2 separate regions of the Mus musculus genome follow, and region 1 is linked to region 2. The links are chromatin contacts, called in public HiChIP or PLAC-seq maps. All regions are on one chromosome and are shown on one strand. Each heading gives the region's core, a stretch centred on a gene start, on an enhancer-like site or on the middle of the called end of the contact. The rest is flanking DNA. Distances are from core to core; before and after follow the strand shown.

The links. HiChIP or PLAC-seq counts read pairs in DNA pulled down with a chosen protein or histone mark.
Region 1: an H3K27ac HiChIP or PLAC-seq map of embryonic fibroblasts shows a contact between it and region 2, with 18 read pairs. The contact joins the enhancer-like site here to the promoter of 1700124M09Rik in region 2. A contact is called at or near these places in 2 of 484 Hi-C or Micro-C datasets (both in rod photoreceptor) and 3 of 115 datasets of contacts at active chromatin or transcription factors (double positive thymocytes, embryonic fibroblasts and embryonic stem cells).

The regions. Positions count from the first base shown.
Region 1 is chr10:19,145,597-19,150,828 of GRCm38.p6, reverse strand. All of the region lies in intron 1 of Gm20139 (predicted gene, 20139), which reads right to left. Among named protein-coding and RNA genes, the nearest start is that of Gm20139, 6.5 kb to the right of the region's middle. Within about 2 kb of position 1,463, at least 25 of the 459 cell types and tissues checked have an H3K27ac peak or open chromatin away from gene starts, as enhancers often do. A contact at or near this core is called in embryonic fibroblasts, where this site is marked.
Region 2 is chr10:19,084,805-19,090,021 of GRCm38.p6, reverse strand. It overlaps 1700124M09Rik (RIKEN cDNA 1700124M09 gene), which reads left to right and starts at 2,815. Exons shown (of 2, transcript NR_166085.1): 1 at 2,815-2,901; 2 at 3,246-3,396.

The sequences.
Region 1 (5,232 bases), core at 214-2,713, 62 kb before region 2:
TTCTTTTTGAGTGTCTAGTATGCTACAACACCGTTGGTTTCCTTTCTAAAAACAAGAATCAGAAATTTTGTGCCTGTTTTCCCTCTCATTAAATACTCTCTCCCTTGTCATAATTACTCCCATTTAAAAATGTTTTTGAGAAAGAGGCATAAAATTAGGGGACTCCTCTGGGTTTTAGCTCAGTGGTAGGTGCTTGGCCAGCATGTTTAAGACCCAGGTAGATAGATAGATAGATAGATAGATAGATAGATAGATAGATAGATAGATAGACAGACAGACAGATAGTTTAAAGGCAGGACAGGCATTTCCTTTACATGGTACCATTATTCCAAAAGTATTACAAAGCTACTTCTCAAAGGATAAGAAGAGGATCACACTGGTTCTAATTCTCAAAGCCATAGGCTCCTGAATGCTAGAGGTGGATTGCTTCCCAGGCAAAGCTCTACTAACCCTTGTATTAACACATCGTGAGTCAGGACATCTCAGAGTTTAACACAGCCGAGAACAGCCCTTTGAGAAGTCCCCTTGAGCCAGGCTTCAAAACAGGTCATCTGGCCAGTGAGATTGGATGCAGCTCACTGAATTCAGGAGTTCAATAAAAGCCTCCAAGGATCCAGAAACCTAGGCCTTTCCCCCAGTGATTCATCTCCATCAGCAGTCAGTGTTGTTTAAAGTCTGAGTGTCAATTGCTTCACTGGCAGCAATTTTGATTGAAAACCATTGAAGGGTGAAGCCAGCTGGAGAACACTTTAGACAGTTTGCTACTTGTTCATGTCTCGCTTGAGGATATTTGGTTAATAATGAAAAATTAGACAGATTATAAAATATATAATTTCCAGCTATAAGAAAAGCACTCTCATGTTTAAACAAATTTCTAATGACTAAAGGAATTTTTTAGACTACTGAGGCAGCTATAGACATGTCTCTTTTGTTTATTAATAATAGCTATTAGTATCTATAACTAAGTAAAAATGAGTAACTAACTCAAACAATAGTTGAAAACAGCTAACTTTTATAAATATATCTGGAAACTTGGCAAAATCTTTCTCCTGTAAGGTTGGCATTTTAATTACTTTTAGCAGATGAGAAGCTGGACATGAAGGAGTGAAGGATGGTGGCTCATGGGCATGTCATCTCTGTCCTTCCCACCTGCTCTGTGGCCAGATCTAATTACACCGGGTTAACCTTGCTCTCTGGAGTTTTGGCTGCATATCTCTGCTCCATATGTCTGCTGTCCTGAAGGTTGACAGTGACTTCCTCGGAAGAAGACAATAGCCTTCTCTTCTCTATTCTTTCTCTATACTCACCTATTCCTGTCCACTTCCACCTCTTCCTGTCTCCTCCTACTCCTCTCAGTTACCCACAGCCCTTGCACCAAAAGAAACTTCTGAACACACCAGGCTTATTTCTGAAATTATGTCATAGAACAGGAATGAGAGGCCAGAAGCATGAATGAGGTTTGAAGTGAAACAAGGATGAGTTATTTAGCTGGCCACTGCTTTTGCCAACTGGTACTAACTCCTCAGAATCTTCTGGGGAATCTTATGAAACCCATGGGAGACGAGTCTTTGGGCTGGAAATATGGTGCGTGCATCAACTGGCAACCATTCCTTATTCTTCAGTGGTGGTGTACCCCCTCTAACTCCAGGTTGTACAGACCTGAATGCTAAGCAGCACTGAAAAGGTGGGCAACATCTCGGTAGCAGGGGATGCTGGGCCAGGTCTGGAGAAGCTGCAAGGGGCAGGCCAGTTGTGGAGGCTGATAGGTTTGTTTCAGAGAAAATGGAACAGAGTTTTAAAGATGGGGTCCTTGCATTGTTAGTCTGGGGTGCTTATCCACCCACTTGTTTCTCCCTTTATTCTTATTAAAACAGTTCCCTCTTTAAACTTTCCTCAGTTTCCTCATTGGATTGGATATTTGTTCCCTGTTACAGTTATGTCTCCGTATCCTTTTAGCTGTTCTCTCCAGATGCTGTCTCTCGGCTCTCTAAACAATGACACGCAAAGGATTCATGCTTCTCTCATGTACTGTGTGGATAGTATCTTTCTAAAGATTTATAATTTCTGGAATCTTGAGATTTTACAATATTTCAGGAATAAGTCTATTATAGATACAAGTAGCTAAAATGAAGCCATGTTGGAATACAGTTGGCCTTTAATGGGATAAAACTGGTGTCCTTATAAGGAGAGGGAGAGAGAGAGAGAGAGAGAGAGAGAGAGAGAGAGTAAACCATTCTATAAAGACAGGAGCCAAGAAAAACCAGACATTGGCTGAAGCCATCAAAAGCTAGCAGAAGTATGGAAAGGAGTCTCCCTCTTAAAACTTAGAAACAACTAACCCTGCCAACACCCACATCTCAGACTTTAGTCTCTACAACTCTGAGAGAATAAACTGTAGTTGTTTTAAAGTACCTAGTTAGAGTGCCTTAGCTAAGACAGCACTAGAAAGCTAATAGCCTTCCCATTTGGGCTTTCTTTCAAAGACCCACTAAGGTTTTATGGAGACCTATGTTTTCTCATGTTTCAACCAATTAAAGCAAATTTTCCCTGAGCTTCTACCTCAGTGCAATAGCTGTCCTTTACTAGTTAACAGTATGTAAAAAGAATGAGTCTCTTTGCTAATGTGTTTATTAGCTAATGTGATACCTAGCGACACAGTAAATCTCCTCCAGATAGACTCCATGAGGACAGTGGTTTGGTCCATCCTGCATGCTACTCCTGCCCAGCAGCAACTGCCCTTCTCACAAACACCATTGCTTTTTAGGAGATACTATTTAGTAGTTCCCTGCCTTGGCTTCCTCCTTAGCTCCCCTTGAACCCCTTTCCACACATACCTAACCCTGAAGGTAAGAGGTCAGGAGTAAGACTGGATGGTGGGTCCTCTCAGGTATGTTGCTTAACTGAAATGCTTTACATTGCATAAATATCATTGGAAGGAGGCTTCCCATGGTAGACATTTTGCAGCTGATTCACTGTGTCACACGACGCCTTTCTTTCTGCTCTGTGTCTCCAAGCATGGCCCCAGGAGACAAAACTGTCTTGGCTGCCTCCTGATGTCTTACTTGTTGGTGATCTCCAGTTAAATAGTGAGCCCCCCACACTCCGGAAAAATCAGTCCTCTCATCTGTAAACTGGCAGGAGAAATGTTTGCTTGAGGTTGTCTATCAGAATTAGGCAAGAGTCTCTCCACATGGCAACGTGCAGGGCTCAGGTGTGTATTAAGAGTGCACGGAGATCATTTCCATTATTTGCCTTGGATTACTCTAAGTCTTTCTTTGCCTGGTCACCTGGACTCCAAACTACCTCAGATTCCTTCACCACTGGCTGTTTATTTATTTACTGAATTTATTTCTATCTTATCTTCTCAACTTCATCCCAAATTCAGATTCAAATTTTATTGTAAGATATCGTGTTATAAAATGTCATAGAATACTAATACCAACATTCGGTTGACTGACTAGCTGATGTCTCCTGAAGTACTGTGCTAAAAGGATCTCTCTGCCAACCCTGACAATCATCCTCAGAATTAGGTCAGTGTTACGGTAGTGATTCCAGTTTAGAAATCTAACAGTGAGCTATGCATGTAAAAACTTATGGAGTCTCTCTTTTGTCTGTTAAACCCTCTCTAATATGTCTCATTATTACTACTCTACCAACCTATGCTCAAGATACCCACAGTTATGTACTCAGTGGCTAATAATCCTTAGTTGCTTGCTTTCTGATCCACTAGAGACTACTGGCATATGACTGCTTAGATCTCTCTTAACATGCTTCATTACTTGGCTTGAGAGTCCTCCTGTGACACCAGACAACATATATATATATATATGAAGTGATAGAAACTCATGCAGTAAAAAGTAAAATAGTAGCAGAGTTTTATACTGCTCTGGTCTCTCTTCTGTTGTTGGGATAAGACATTCTGATTGACAGCAACTCACGGAAGGAAAGTGTTTATTTCACCTCATAGTTCCACATCATATTTCATCATTGAAGACAATCAGGGCAAGAATTCAAAGCTAGAACCTGAAGGCAGGACTGCTTGCAGCTCCACACAGCATTAGATTTGAGCCAGGAACCTACTCAAGGCTAAGAGAGTAAAGCAGAACCACAGAGGAACGCCAGGTAGTAGCTCACTAAGGAGACCATGCTTAGTTAGCTCCCTATATAGCTAAAGACTACCTACCTAGGGTTGGTACCACCTACATACCTTCCTACCCTACATCAATTAACAACTAAGACAATCCCTCACAGACATGCCCACAGGCCAACCTGATAAAGACTATTTTTAATTGAAGAGTTTCTTTTCATGTGACTGTAGATTGTGACGAGAGTTGACAGTTAAAAGTTAACTAACACACACACACACACACACACACACACACAGAGAGAGAGAGAGAGAAAGAGAGAGAGAGAGAGAGAGAGAGACAGAGACAGAGACAGAGACAGAGACAGAGACAAAGACAGAGAACTAGAGAGTTAAAATTGATTTAAAAAAAGTATAGTAATTTATCATGAATCAGTATTGAGGTTAGGAGCTAATGTTAAGAGTTCAAAGGTTGTTCTGAAACCAGGAAAAAGGCTCTCATGAGAGACATGAGCAAGTATGGCTTATAACATGTAGAAAACTGAGGTCACAGGGAAATAGTTGAGGTATAATCCATGAGTATTTTGTTTTCCTACATATTTTGGTTCAGCTGGGTACATGTCTGTGTATTTTCATAGTGTTTCTTTCAGAACAAATCACACACAAGTAAACTTGAAGTGTGTGTTATGTTTAAATTGTTGCCTACTGTATTCACTTATACCTGATCTTGAAGACTCCATTTCTGAGCAAAATCAATTCACCAACACTATGGGTCAAAAAACATTTGTGGCAATATATTCAAGCCAGAACACAATGTATTTCTCATATGTTTCAAAGATCTCCCTAATATTTTTTATCCTTTAGTAACAACTCACAGTATGGAAAATTTCCTATATCACATCTTAGCATGCCCACCTAACTCACCATGCAAAACATGTAAACACACTAGAGACAGAAAAGTTTCAGGAAACTGAATGGGATGTTGCTTGCTTTCACCATTTGACTTCATTTCATACAGAGGCTAATCATGGGGCTGAATGGATGGCTTTGTGGTTAAGAGTGCTTGCTGCTTTCCAAGAGAACCCAAGTTCAATTCCCAGCATCACATTTGGTGGGGCAGCTCTAGGGGATCTAGCATTCTCTTCTAG
Region 2 (5,217 bases), core at 1,566-4,065:
ACAGGGGAAAAAAAACCCAGATCTACCTGTCATTTGACTCTAAATTGTAGTGGTCTCCTTAGTGGATCGTGGCTCATTAGCTGTAGTTGAGAATAGGAGTTTCTTCTGTCTATGCAGGGTCCTTCCTGAGTGTCCTCAATACCCATCACTCTGGATTTACACCCATTCAACAATACAATTCTTTTCTTTGTTTTCTGCCCTTTAAAGACTCTTCCTGATCTGGGATTTATTTTTAATTATATTTTCCCGATGGGTACATAATAGTTGAATAACTTGTCGAGAACACCTTGCTACTGAGTGTCATAGTGCACCGTGAGCTCAAGTCCCTGGCTCCAAATTCCATGTGTGTACAGGTCTTCCCTTGTTTCTTTCTCTCACCAACTGAGTTGGAGGATGTGTGTGTGCTCGGCCTGAGACAACACTATACACACCGTTCCCTGACCAGTTCTCTTAGATTATGAGTTACTCCTTGAGATAACTGACATTGTGAGCCATGCAATCCATTGTTGAGGAGCTATTCTGTATGGTAGATCTTTAGTGGCATCTTTGATGTCTACCTATAAGACAAGTGTGTGTTGAGTGTGTGCAAAACCAATCCTACAATGGGAGAAAGAAAGACCCTCCCTCAAAGGCATGGCAGGAAGAGAGCAGAGAGCCACAGATGGAAGAGAGTACACTCTCCAATGGTTGGCTAATGATCCAGAAGCTGAGAAAGTGGCTTATTAAGATTTGCTTATTCTCCTTTTGCTTTGGTTTTGATACAGTGTCTTGATACGTAGCCCAGGTGAGCATGGAACTCTCCATCCTCCTGACTCAGCCTCTGTAGTGTTGGTATTACAGATATGCACCAGCAACCCTGGATTAAATCTGCTCTTTTTCAGAAATAAGAGGAAGCAGAGTGAGGTAAGCATCAGATTCACTATTCTTTCATTCCGCACTTTTCCCCCTGGTTGTACTAAAGTGCCTAAAAATGGATCACAGTAAAACTCTTATTTTGCCTGAGTATTGTGTTGTGATTTCTTGCTTTTAGTGAGATTTAACGGCTCATCAAGTCCCCTCAAGAATTATTGAGGGAAAACCATTAATGATTTAGATCAAGGTCTGTACTTCAGACTTGATAATAGGGACCATAACAAGCAGGCAATTTTACCGAGCCTGGGTATAATCCAACGAAAGATTTTTATAAAGTTTATTTCCTGGTATATTCAAGTCTTATATCTTGACTGTAATAACAACAATCAAAAATGAAAAAAAAAAGAAACATTGATAGATAGTTATAGCATTTGACCCTAGATACTTTCAAATTGAAAAGAAACCTCACGTGCCTCAGCCTTTCCTGAACAGTCTGGACTTTCAGAAAATCCCAGAAGCGGTGCTCTCTCCACTTCCTTCCCCGCTGCCCAAAGCACGATTTCTTTCCCACAGTCAGCAAGTAACTACGCACCAAAGATCTGCTATCTCACCAGCACATTAGGAAAGACAAAGAGTCATGAGACCCAGGGTCTCCTTTCCCAGGCTAGGTCACTGCTGGAAGAAACTGGTTCTATCCATGAAGTGGGAAAGTGTTTGCCAAACTTCCAAGCCTGGCAGCTCCCATGCTCCCCAACAGAGTCAAACCCAGGTTCAACACTGATGCATCGGCACTTACAAGTACTTACGCTTGTAAGTAACGGTGATGAGGGAGTGTTTAGTTTTCTGCTTCTTGGTGTATGCCAGACAAATGCAAGTGGAAGTGATATCTTTCATGGTCGAGAACTTGGCATTTTATCCCGACTGAGGATCATCGGGAGTCCAAGGCCAGTATTTGGCTACATGAGACCTAGTCTCTGAAAACAAACAAATATTTGACATGCACTTTTCCACTGTTCCTGGATGCATGACAGTTATACCTATCATCTCTTTCCACACCAAGGTACCTCCAGTAAGACAGAAGCTCTGAGGAGAAAACTCGCTTTGTCCTCGTGGACTTCTCCAATGTTCTGTTGGATCCTGTAGCAATCACATGTTGGCATTATAAAAATCTCACCAGATGCCATATTTCTGGAGACACGTGTTGTTTTTCTTGCTGAATGAAATTTTATTGTGGCTCCTGGTTTCAAAGATTTTAGTCCATCTTCTTGGTGCCACTGATTCTGGACTTATGGTAAGACAAAGCATCATGGCATAGAGAGAAGGTGAAAGAAAGTCTTTTTACCAATCACAGACAGGAAGCAGTGGAGAAGGACCTGGGGACCAGACATAGCCTCTCAAGTTCCATTTTCAGTTACCTGCTTTCTCCAGCAAGGCTCCACATCATAAGGTTGCCAGAACCTCCCAAGATAGCAACCGAATCTGGAGACCTAATAATCAATACATGAGCCTGTGGGGATATTTTATACTAAAACTAGAACAGTACTTTAATCAAATTTTTGTTGTCTAAGTTACTAAGCCTGCCGCTTAAACTTCTCCTAAATTAACCTTGAATTACATGCCTGGGAAGGTGGGAGAGGGTTGCAGATGGGCAGATTTTACTTCTTCTTCTTCTTCTTCTTTTCTTCTTCTTCTTCTTCTTCTTCTTCTTCTTCTTCTTCTTCTTCTTCTTCTTCTTCTTCTTCTTCTTCTTCTTCTTCTTTTTTTTTTTTTTTTTTTTTTACCATAAACCTACTACAGGCTTGGTCACTTCAGCATTGGCCATTGTATGGCTGCCAAGGTCAAAGGCTGCCCTGAAGATCTCCTGATAGGAATTCTAAGAACATTCTACCCCTGGGAAAACCCCTGCTGTATTATGACACCACAGCAGTTGATATGAAAGGTTAACCCAACCCCTTCACCTCTCAAAGGCCCAGTGTCCTATGTGCTTGAGTAACCTCCTTGCTGACTCGCCTATGTCCAACACCACAGAAAGCAAGCCAGTCCCACCAGGTCTGAACTGTATACTATATCCTTGGCAGTAAGGTCACCTATTTGCTTCTCTCTATATCCTTGGGGGAAATGGAGGTGTCCTGAATCTTAGGCACATATCCAAGGATACAGAAGTGCCTTACACTTGCTATGCACAGCCCAATGACACAAAGATAGAGATTTTCCTCTTCATTTAGTTAATCTCTTACTTTCCCTGTCATTATCAATTTTTTTTGGGGGGGGCAGGTACATAGTTGTATCATTTGTCACAGTTGTATGAGTCAATTTTTGCCCTTTGGAACCCTTCCCACTGTCCCAAATTTATCTGATTTGCCCTGAGATCTGGACATTTGTTCTGTTTCCAGTTCAGTAAAATAGGTTTTTCCATAATGAAACAGTTCCTCAAGGAGGATGATTCTAAGCCATCTTCGCAGCCAAGCCTCATGCTTCAGAAAACCCACTGGCTCACACTGACTGCCACCATCCTTTGACATAAGTACAGTTCGTGTTCCTGTCTGGTGTTGTTGTATCCTATTTATGCTTAGAAATTATTAACTATATTAAGGTTAGCCTGGCCTATATAGAAGCCCTGTCTCAAGAAGTTAATTTGGGAACAAATATGTGTTGGCATTTTTTTTTTTTTACTATTTTATTGTGTTTTTAATATCTACCACCATTCCAACCCTTATTACACCCTAATCCCTTCCAACCCCACAAATGCTAGGTAGGAGAGAAATAGGGTTAGAGGGAAAGGCGGCATAGATCTCTTAGAGCCAACAAAACAGACTACTTTCTGCTGGCTAGGGACACTGTATATTTCAGGGTCAGTCTTGATCTTCAGGAAATCTCCAACTTCTACGTCTTGTCTCTTTGCTCCCAAACACTTCACAAATGACAACAGCAACTGGGAGCAACAGCCTTTCAGAGCACCTCACCCATCTTGGGGGCTACGGAATTTATACCCTCTCCAGATGCCCCAGAATTAAACTATCTGCAGATAGCAAAGATCACACCCGCACTAGTGCATGCAGCAAGTCATGATCACCCACTGTGGAGCGGCCTCTTCTTCCACTCCTGGGATAACAACAAAAGCATATTCACATAACATAACTGGGTTGTTTTAAAGAAAATAAGATTCTCACTACAAATATGGCTATTGTACATTTTCTGTCTTCTTATTTCAGAATAGTGGAGATGGAGGAGAAAAAAAGTAGAAGATGCCAGAGTGCCCAGCCTACTTTACCCACCACTGTCTTACACAGAATCTGAACATCAAATAGGTCACCTTTGAAATTGGAAAGTAGATTAGATTTGAAATGAGAAGGTAGATTGAATTTTGCATACTAATACCCAAATGCTTTAGAATTATGTTCCAAGCCATTTATTTCTGTTATTTCAATTTTTTTCATTGTATTTGAATGTGGTGGCACATATCTATAATCCCAGCACTTGGAGGTAGAAGCAGAAAAATTAGGAGTTGAAGGTTGGCTACACAGTGATTCCTAGGTCAGCCTGGCTACATATGATATTTCTGCCTTTCTGCCTCGTGTGTGTGTGTGTGTGTGTGTGTGTGTGCATTTGATAGTAAAGATATAATTTTAATTTTAAAGCAAACATATTTTATGAGAGTGACAGATATATTAAGAATTATAAAGATGAGTTAGAAGAGCCATCACCAGTTAAGAGCTAACACTCAGTAGAAGATATAAAATACATGCATTACTGACTTTCAACAATGGATAAAGTTCATAAAGGCCTCTAAAAAGGAACAGCTGAAGAAATATCTGCTTGAGCTTTGACCCCTTTATGGATTTTTTTTATAGTTCCTGTGTGGATATACACATGTCATATTAAAAAATGCATGGCTGAGCTAGGCAGTGGTGGTGCACGCCTTTAGTTCCAGCACTTGGGAGGCAGAGACAGGCGGATTTCTGAGTTCAAGGCCAGCTTGGTCTACAGAGTGAGTTCCAGGACAGCCAGAGCTACACAGAGAAACCCTGTCTCAAAAAACAAACAAACAAACAAACAAAAAAATAGCATGGCTGGTATGTTTTTTTTAAGTGTAACAACACCCTCATAGACAGAAAGAGGTAGGGGGTCCAGGGAGGAAGGGAGAGGGGGAGGGAAGAAGGAAAGGAGGAGGGGGGAAGGAAAAGGAATTTAACTATTTTATTTTACTTGAATATTTTAGACTTATAACACCAAATTCGTCTGTTTTTCATTATTTGTGAGCACATATATGATGGCACATGTCTGCAATCCCAGGATTAGGGCTGCTGAAGAACCCTGGGTACATAGCAAGTACGTAAGCAGAGGGACACGATGCAAGACCCTATC